Linked DNA regions of Mus musculus: region 2 is linked to region 1. A link is a contact called in public promoter capture Hi-C data. All regions are on one chromosome and are shown on one strand. Each heading gives the region's core, a stretch centred on a gene start, on an enhancer-like site or on the middle of the called end of the contact. The rest is flanking DNA. Distances are from core to core; before and after follow the strand shown.

Evidence for each region. Promoter capture Hi-C pulls out the DNA fragments that hold promoters and counts their contacts.
Region 2: a promoter capture Hi-C map of hippocampal neurons shows a contact between it and region 1, with 9 times the contacts expected there. The contact joins the enhancer-like site here to the promoter of Adgrb3 in region 1. A contact is called at or near these places in 1 of 39 promoter capture datasets (hippocampal neurons), 1 of 484 Hi-C or Micro-C datasets (cerebellum) and 3 of 115 datasets of contacts at active chromatin or transcription factors (astrocytes, embryonic forebrain and forebrain).

What each region holds. Positions count from the first base shown.
Region 1 is chr1:25,828,134-25,833,173 of GRCm38.p6, reverse strand. It overlaps Adgrb3 (adhesion G protein-coupled receptor B3), which reads left to right and starts at 3,467. Exons shown (of 31, transcript NM_175642.4): 1 at 3,467-3,712. Gm9884 (predicted gene 9884) reads right to left here and starts at 2,744. Exons shown (of 2, transcript NR_169046.1): 1 at 2,133-2,744; 2 at 1,604-2,006.
Region 2 is chr1:28,212,035-28,217,353 of GRCm38.p6, reverse strand. No RefSeq gene overlaps it. Among named protein-coding and RNA genes, the nearest start is that of Gm5524, 330 kb to the right of the region's middle. Within about 2 kb of position 2,888, at least 26 of the 459 cell types and tissues checked have an H3K27ac peak or open chromatin away from gene starts, as enhancers often do. A contact at or near this core is called in cerebellum and hippocampal neurons, where this site is marked.

The DNA.
Region 1 (5,040 bases), core at 2,218-4,717:
TTAAAGTTAGGGGAAAAGGTGAAGTAAAAACACTAGTCATGGAAACATTTTCTTGGAGTGACCTTAATAGAACAGGTAAATTATAGGAGACATATTGTGAAGATATTCAACTTTCAATAACCCTGACCAAGTTGAATTATGGTGATGCTATAAAACAGTAGTTTAGATTTGAACGTGTTAGTACTGAATTCTTGATATTCCTTTTGAAAGTCAACAAGGATATGGAAAAAAATCTAGTTTTACAATTAATTTGATAGTTTTGGTGTGAAATACTCTACGTGTCACAGATAAATGCATTAATGTAACATTACAAACATGATCAAATGAAGTGTTTACTATGTGTGTGTGTGTGTATTCACTTGTGTATGCAGATTAGGAAACAGTGTATACACATATATAGACACATATATGCATGTATAACAGGCATATGTGGGAAATGTGGGATACATACAAGGATATACATAGACCCACATGAACTAGATAGTAAAAGTTGGTAATTGTAATCTGAAGACACAGAGCTCACGGTGTACACTGGTTTGCCTTTTGTTATTGAGTCAATGACAGCAAAGCTTTCCCACGGAACTCCATGCAGGCAGAAAACAATGTGATGCCTTCTTGGGTTGGCTTTGGACTGTGTCGTCAGGGCTTAGAGACCAGTTTCTCCTTATATAGTCCCTCTTGTTATTCTTGATTGTGACACCCCTCCGCCCCCAGGAAGTCAGATGAGCCCCGGGTTACTGTAGCCAAGTGTCTTGCTTGGCATATTTATCATCTACAAATCATCTGCTATAAATATACCTCAGCAGGATCATCATCAGGCCAGCTCAGTAGCCTGCAGTTTATGAAGGTTATGGGAAACAGTGTGAAGGGTGAAGCGCTTTATTAAGAGTGGCTTTCCTTTCTGACCCAGCCCTGCATCCTACTTGAATTAAAATGATTCTGAAAAAGAGTGTTCCTTTCCATTAAGGATTAAGCCTTTTAAAATTGTCCCCCTAGGCTGTTTTTCTTACTCCACGCTGCTGTGACTTTAGAGATTTCTAAGAAACATCAAGATCACACTGCTAAATGATAATGTGAGAAGACACTACTGTGTGAGAATTATAACTATCCTTACATTATTTTATCTGTATGTACAAGCCACACAAAGTATTTTCTTATTCTCCATTTTATGGCACATTTACTGCGACTCCCCCCCCCCCCCGGGTGAAATAACAGATTTACCCAAATGTCTTGCAAATATTATGACCACTTTCACCCCAAAAGTTGAAATAAATGAAATATTTTCCTCTTTTATACTGCAGAATAGTCTTTTTTAAATAAGAAAATATGCTCACTATATACACAGCGTTTGGGATTTTGCATTTGACATATGAGAGCATTTTCTTTTCACATTCCCCTAAATGAATAAAAGCATTGTAATGAACCAGAAATGACACAAAACCAAAATGCCACCCAGGCTGCTTTCCCTGGTGATTTGTTCCTGGGAACATTGTTGAAGCCTGCTGGAAAGTGATTAACTGTTTCCCTTACCGGTTGTTACTTCAATGCTTGTCCTAAAAGAGAAAAGCCTTGAAGAGGGTCATTCTATTAATATGCAGTAAGATGCAAGGAGCCAAAGAGCCAATTTTAATATTTCAAACAATTCTGGTACATAAAAGATCATCAGTACCTTCCTGTTTTCATGATAGCCTTCCTTTGAAAATCCTGTTCTTGGCTATGCAATTGCCCCAGGGGAGAGGAACAAGAAGAGGAACAAAAAATGCAAATGAGGGAGTAGAGCAAATGATGGAAAATTGCTTCATTCAACTTCACCTGCTGCTCAGGCAACTCACCCTTAGGAGGACTCTGCCCAAATGCATTACCCATTATGTCTCCTCCCACCACATAAGCACACTATTCAAACACTTGTTTTGCAAACCACCAACCGCGTACACAAGTAGAGACCAAACTAGCTGGCGAGTGACCTGCATGTGCATGTGAAGTCTATCTGATGCATCTTCAGACGTCTGTACAAGAGGCAAAATAAACAATAAGTAAATAAAACGGTGGAGTCGTGTAGAAATTTATCTTCCTTATCCCCCTTCTCAACGGACAACAAAGGTAGCTTTTCTTCATTTCTTCCCATCACTTACCCGAACTTCCTACGAGGGGAAACTTGACAAGGAATAAATGCATTAAGAAGCCAGAACGAATCAAAAGTTTAGAACCCGCACTATTGTCCCAACGCCATGCTGAGAGCAGCTCAGGACGCCTGACCTCGGTAGCCTGCTCAGTGGTCCTGGCAAAGCCTCTTTCGTGACAGAACAAATAAGCTGTTAATTGCAGTCTGGCTGTGATTTTAAAAACAAAAAACAAAACAAAACAAAACAAAAAAACTGAACAACTATAGTTCCAGCCTCCAGCCTGAGGCAAAGAGCAGTGGGAGCTGAGTTGTGGCCCCTCAGCTGCAGACTGGATCAAGGCTAAATCCCGGTGCTGAAATGACAGCTCTCCCGCTGCGGCAGGTCCGCTCTGAATGGCAGCAGACAGATGATCGAGTCCAGCGTTTACTTCCTACCCCTCCATGTCGCCTTCCCGTCTCCGCGCCCCCCTGCCTCTCCTCCTGGGGACTTTCTCCTACACTTGGTGGCGACCAGCCTCAGCGGTGGGAACTGAGGATGCGAAAACCTCCCAGGCGCAGAAAAGATCGGTTTTCCAGACGTGTTTGGGTTTGAGTAGCAGGGCGCGGGCTCGGCTAGAGCCCCGAGGAGCCCGCGCCCGCCCGCCCGCCCGCCCGCCTCGCTCCCGCGCCCGTCCTCCCTCCCGCCCGCTCGCCCGCTCGCCCGCTCGCCCGCCCGCCAGCTCGCCCGCCGCGGGGGAGGCCGGACTCTGGTCCGGGCGCAGCGCTCCGCCGGGGACGCGCGCACCCACGAGCACGCGCGCGGGAGGGTTGCCCAGCGGCGGGTGCGCGCCGAGGAACGCGCGGGCCCCCTTCGCGCGCAGCCCGGGGAGAGCGAGCGCCGCGCGCCGGCGCGCACGCCCGCCACACAGCTTTACTATCTCGTGCCCTCGCGCGCCTCCCTCCTCGCCCGGCATTCAAACAGCTTCCCGACGTCGCCAGCCCAGGATTTTACCCCCAGCTCCTCAGCCGCGCTCCGTCCATCAGTACCTGGCAGGGAGGAGGGCCGGGGAGGAGGGCGCACCAAGCAAGCAAACGGCTCCTGCTCCAGCCTCGCCACCGGCCGGGAGCACTCCTGCCACCAGCCCACCGCCCAACACGCCGCCCCAGCCAGCGCCGCCGGCCACTTCTCAGCGCTTTTTTGGCTTCTTGGCCAATCCGTTTGTTGCGGGGGGGTGGGTTTGGGAAAACACATCTGCGCTCTTTATCCACTTCCATTTTTCTGTTTGGTGTTTCTGTGGAGTCTCCCTTCAGGGGGCCTCTCCCCGCCTCTCCTTTGAAGGCTTCATTCACTTGGATAAGGCGCAAGGCTCTGGCCGCTGGATACCACCGCCCCCCCCCCTATTATTTTTTTTTCCTTTTTTTCCCTCTGCCTTTCGTTTGCATGCATTATTTTTTTTCCAATCATAAATCTTAATATTTGAAGCTGAACCGGGGGGAAAAATGGGCAACGGTGATTGGGACCGAAGGGGAGTCTCTCCATCACTGTTGTTGGGACGTGTGCCTGTTCTGGTGTCTTAGATCAAGAGCCTCCCGGAGCTTTCGGAGTGGAAGGTAAGGAAAGGGGCCTAAGGGTCACCTCTGTCTTCTGGGGGGTCGCCCGGAGAGACTTGGGCTCAGTTTGGGGGGATGGAAGTCAAGGCTGTTGCTGGCGGATGGCAAGATTCTGAGCTTACTAAAACGCCGCAGTTGAAAAGTTAAGAGAAGTCTGTTTTTGAAGAGGTGTGCTGGATGGGAAGGAATAGGGAGAGAGACCCAGAAAATCTAGCAACTCGTGCGTGATTGAGGTAATTTTAGCGGGGGCGGAGGGGGGTAGGTTAAAAGGAAGTTAGGATAGAGTAGGATTGGGTCTTCTGTTGGGGGAAAAAATCAGTGGAGTGATGGCGCCGTCTATGTTCGGCTAAACTAAAGTGTCACCCAGAAGATCAGTTTGAGAATAGCTAAACTCAGTGCTGGTTTGCCTCTCAGAAAGAGCCAAATAAATAAATAAATAAATACAACATTCTGGAGCCCTCAGTGACCATCCCTTAGGCAACCTCTGGCCCTTATTTTTCCTTAGACAGATATACGGTTGTTTGAACAGGGCCTGCAGTGGGGGTGGGGGCAGTTCAATGATTCATATTTCTTATTATATAGAAACAAACAAGACTTCGTACCCCAAGAATGGTTAAAAATAAAGAGCGTTACATGAAGGGTGGAAGAGAGATGTGAAATCAGCTCTTCCCTTCTCTTCTAATCACTGATAAGCACACTATTGCAGACATCCACTGCCAAATAAATGGAAGCAGAAATACCGATTTTTTTTTTAATAAGGAAAAGAAATACGACCTCCTTTTGAGTTCCTGATTATAAAATGAAGCCCCCTTTCATGGTTGGAATTCCTAATTTAGACACTTACTGTCACATCGGCTTTCAACGCCTACACTCTATCCTGAAGAACACTGCGCAGACCTGCATTGCCTGCAAAGTGCTACAGCGTGCACACACACACACACACACACACACACACACACGAGACTGTTCCCATTTTTTTTAAACACACGTAACCTCTAAAATATCATTACCTTTATTTATTTATTTATTTACTTATTTTCAACTGGAAAAGGCATTACTCAGTGAGCTGTGTGTTTGGAAGAGAAAACGCTATTCTGATAGTCCTATCAGCTCTGGGTTTATTTTAAACTGCTGTTGTGTAGAGATTTACAGTTGGGGCTGTTTTGGCCTCTGTCAAGACATAGTGTTTGAATCATACTCTGTGAAATGCAGATCTGTTCAGGGACTTTGGTCACTGGATTGGGAGTGCATGTGTTGCTGTGTTATGCAATGGCAAAGAAGAAGGTTGTATGCTTTAGTTCAAAGACCAGACAGAGAAGGCATGAAAA
Region 2 (5,319 bases), core at 1,639-4,138, 2.4 Mb before region 1:
GTGTACCCATTAGTGTTTAAAAGCCAATATCCTACACTTTGTCTAATATTGTGCCAGCTGAGGGATACTCTTGGCTAGGAGGTACTGGCAAGTGTTGTAGGTGATTTTTCCTTTTAAGTTAAGAACTTTTGTGGTCAAGAAACACTTATATTGAAACATTAAGTACTAGACACTATTTAAATCAGAAATCCTTTAGTTTTCAATAATAGGACAGCCATGGATAGATAACTTTTTGGTACTTTTAATTTAACATTTTTGAGATTTTAATATATGCATTCTGTATTTATAACATTTCCACCCTCCTTCTCTCCTCTTTGACTTTACCCCTGCCCCTTCAAATTCATGACCTCTTCTTTTTAAATTATGAATATATATATATATATATAGCCTGCAGAGTATACTTGTAATTGTTCAACTGCCTATGTATATAGGACTGGATGAGCCATCGGGGGGATTATCCCTGTACAAGTCTCATTCTTTCACTATCAGAAGCCATTAATTTTATGCTGCTGCTATTCAAGGGAAGAGGCCTTGTGAGATATCACATCCATTCAGGTTGACATATCAACTTGTGCTGTTAATGTGCATACCTTTTGTTGACCATATACTTGAGGTTTCACTGGGTAGCTTAGGGAGGTGAGGGATGGTTTGCTGCTGCTTTGGCTGGGTGGGCCTTTGGCATGATTTCATATTTCACACAGTGTGTGTGTGTGTGTGTGTGTGTGTGTGTGTGTGTGTGTGTATGTGTGTGTGTGTGTGTGTGTGTGTGTGTGTGTGAGAGAGAGAGAGAGAGAGAGAGAGAGAGAGAGAGAGAGAGAGAGAGAACAGTACAACTGCCTACAGGAAGAATCATCTGAAAAAAAATGTCAGTGAGACCAAGGGGAAGAAAACTGACTAAAGATCACTAATGAAAACTGGCACCAATTGAAATATATATTTTTTGTCTATTCAGCCTGAACTCAGTTATTTTGTATACTGGAGTCATTTTCCTTTTATTGTTATTTATTTTAAAATAGCCAGTATGATTTGATTTCATTGGAAGTCTCATAGTGAGGAAACTAAACAATGTCTTGTATGCCATTTTCCTCTAAACATCATGCCCTGCTAAATATGCATGACAAAATCCTCCTAAACGGGTGAACATCAGCAAACTATAGACCTAAAGAAGAGATAAAAATTAAACCCGAGTATAAAAATGCAGAAAATACAGCATATAGACTTAACATATCCCTACTCTGCTCTGGACATCGAAGATGTAACAGGGAGTAGGTTTGATATCGTCATTATAACTATACCATGACTTTAATTATTGAACGTAAATGGAACAGAAATGATCAAAACTCAATGTTTCTATTACAACACAGAATTAATTTAAAAACTCTCTCTCTCTCTTTGTGTGTGTGTGTGTGTGTGTGTGTGTGTGTGTGTGTGTGTGTGTGTGTGTGTGTTTGTATGGATTTATGTGAAATTTCATACATTATGGAACTGTGATTTAGACTTAGCATTGACTCTAGCCCCTCCAGGAACTCTAGAGTAACTAAAGCAAATCACTGAAGGGACATACAGCAAGAGTTACAGTTGTTAAGACAGGAGGATGCCCAAGTCAATCACACATTAGCACTGAAGGTGTATGCAGGAAGGTAACCACAGACGGGCTGTCCTGTGGCACAAGAACGATTTCCAGACAAAGAGGAAATAAACAACAATATGTCTTATATGGATAATCTTGCTATCCAACTTGCTTTTGGAATCTCCCAACCCTAGACTCTACAGATGGAATTACATTTAGGCTGCCATGCCTACAAAGCAATTTTGTGTGTGCTGTGGTTAGAAAGTCATATCCTCTTTTCTGTGCAACATGTGTTTTAACCATGGAAGTTTTGTACTGAAGGGGCAGGTAGTTGCTGTTCAGGGCTTCATGAGAAAGGGCTTGCTATTAAAAAATAAATTCCAGAGTTTGGTTCTCACACACCCATCACAAAAGTTATGGAAGTCTTGTTTATAGCTGGAAGGTAGTATCTGTAATAGATTCCTGGAGCTCCTTGGTCAGTCATGGAAGCTGAATCAACAAACTCCAGATTCATTGAGAGAATGTCTCAAAAGCTAAGCAGAGAACTAAGAAAATGAATGCTTTTGACATATATAAATTAACTTGCATACACATGGGCATGTGTCCAAATGAACATGCACACACACTCACACACATGCGCACGCACATGCACGCACACACACACACACACACACACACACACACACACACACACACACACACACACTGTGAGGACAGAACATATCAAATTGTCTAAAATATATAGACTGTACATACTCTAGCAACCACTTCTGACTCACAAAAGCTGAGAGCTTCAAAATGAAAATTTAAAGTTATATAAATACATAGGTTTCAATAAGCAGGAACCACTATCATGAAAATGGACTGAAGATGATAAACTGTAGAAAATGTGCTCCAGGCTGAATGCTTTCCACTCTGCAGCAGCTCTGCCAGCTGACTCTAGTGCATGCACGTTAGAAGATGATTCTGGTATTTCCTCCCAGAGTAATGCTACACAAAGGCTAATTCATGGGCTACTTAGTCAAGAGAAGTAAAGGGATAAATCACAAAATCTGGCAATTCAAGGGTGTCTGTTTTACTTCACAAGAATAATGAGAAAATGGTTATACTTATACATACATTTGTTATGTGGTTATAATTTTATTTTTTAAATAATTCATTGTATTTTGTTTTTCAAAAACATAGTCTGTAGTCTCTGACAGTTAAAAAAACAAACAAAAAGATTAATTCTGCACAGAGCACTGCACTAATGTAGAGAGAGCAGCTGGTGCCTGTCTTCCATCTGGAAGGCTGGAGGCTGGCTGGGGCAAAAGCAGGGTAAGGATGGAGGCAGCAGATGGATAGCCTCAGGATTTCTCCTGGGCCAAGCAGAAATAGCAGAGGTAGAGCCAGCCTGAGCAGTTTGAATGTATCCTGACAAGCAAGATGATGGTTCGCCAAGGCAGAAAGATCTCAGTAGAAATGTATCCAGATCCTCCCTGTGCAAAGCTCTACTGTGGATTGGTTACAAAGGGACTACTGCACAGAGCATGACAGTCTGAAGGCAAATGTGCAGGACAGAAAGGAGAGAATCGAATAGGATGTAAATGTTAAGATTCTTCATAACTGATGCTTGATTGTATCATCGCAAAAAAGAAATGCAATACCTCTTTTTCCTTGACATGCTTGAGCAAATCTTAGACACAAATTGGCCACAGATCTTGTTACTTACAGTATAGAAAGTACATTTTGTAGAATATATTCTACCATTAATCAAATATCTTTGACTATATTGGTTCATGTAAAGTTGATAAGACAAACTCGGAACAGTCTTCCCTCAACTGTATGAAACTATACAGATGTTGAACAGCAACTCACAAACGTGATCATTTGTTACTACAGAATTCCAACCTGTTTCCACTTACATTTTGTCATATTGCATTAATAAATTTAAACTGAGCCAACATGAACATAGAAATGTGATTGTTATAACTAAAATAGATTTTTGGCTCTGGATGGATTGTGTATTTACTTTATGTAAAATTTAGCACTCCTACAGTACCTGGAAAAGTAAAAAAATATTTAAGAAGATAATAAGTTTGCTGGTCTGTTAGCACTGTAAAGTAGCAAGAGAATTCTCTAACGTTTTGGAGAAAATAATATCTACATAGGCAACTGTGTGAATCCAAGTTCAGTTAACGATTTGGGTGTTTTTGAAATTAAGTATTTAGTGTCTTTAGTATCTTTAGAGGTATGTTATAATGTTAATATCCAAGTTAGCTGAATGGATACCTAAGTCCATAAATATAAAATTTATATGTCATGTGATATAGCTAATATGGTAGTGAAACATGAACTGAAATGTTGTTTCAGAACTCTAATTTCCATGACATCATCAGCAAGAATTCTATTTATGATATTTTTTTGACTGAGGCAGGGTCTCATGTATTGTAAACTGGTTTCAAATTCCTTCTGTAGCCAAAGAGAGAGGGACTCTTCTAAACTGTACAACTGTGAGTTAGCTGGAAAAAATGTATGTTAATGCCTTATTCTGATCTAACTGTTCTACATGTGCCAATGTTTGCCACAACTACTTGTATAAATAATTTTAGAAGATCGTTAGTGATGGTCTTAATCGGTTTCCTCTGTTTCATAAAAATGAAGTCTGTTTTTGTTAACTACTCTGATAACTAAGAATACAAGCACCTGCCCAAGTCATAAGTATCTGCATCATGTGGTCCAGTCATCAGTATCTACAGCATATGGCCTAGTCGTCAGTATGTAGAATATCTGACCCAGTCTTCAGTATCTGTAGTACATGGCCCAATCATCAGTATCTCCAGTACCTGACACAGTCATAGGTATTGACAGTCCCTGTTGCTGTCATCAGTACCTACAGCACCTGGCCCAATGAGCATCTGTAGCACCTGACCCAGTCAATATCTGTTCAGCATTTGGTAAGGATTTTCTTGCTGAATTTTAATATGGTAGAAGATATCATCTGATAATGCTTGTGAGAAATTCAATATCCCTGTCTCCTAAGGTTGTGAATGCAGTAGTAGAAGCTTCATCCCTGTGTCTGATTTAACCGTTATTTCTTCCACAATAACACGGCAAGGCTGCATTTCTATTTCTAACATAAGCATTTACTTCTCCAGTTCAAATGGTCATCAATATTCAGGTTAAGATTATCATTCTAAAAATTACAAGAGGAATAATTTTTTCTTCTCAAGAGCAGCACCAACAGAAAAGTAAAATTAAATATAGTTTTTAATAGTTTACTAGCTACGAAAATTGAACCCTTTTTGTGCACAACCTTACTACTTGGAAAAACAGAGTGTAGGATTTAATACATTGCATTTCTTCAACTTACTCATTTTAATGGAATATTTAGAATTTTTGCTTTTTTTCCCCTCTCTCTGTCCATCAATCCCTTACAGTACTTTTGTCTCTAAGATCTGTTCCTAATGTTGCAATATCCACAAGAATCCCAAGTGTGAGTAGTGACTTGGTTATATGAACTGAACCAAGGAAACTTGTAGATATTCACCAACATCTCTCAAAGGGAGTCTGGATGTTTTCTTGCAGTGACAGATCTCTAGTCTTCATGTATGAGTCAGAATAAATTTAAAAAATAAGGCAATTCCAAATAAAATTATTTTTCTTCTGAGGAAGAACAGACTTGGGCTGGTTGACTGAGTTATTTCTTTCTATGTTCTGCTCCTTAACTATACCTAGGCTTCTTGTTCATTTTTTATAGAGACTTCATT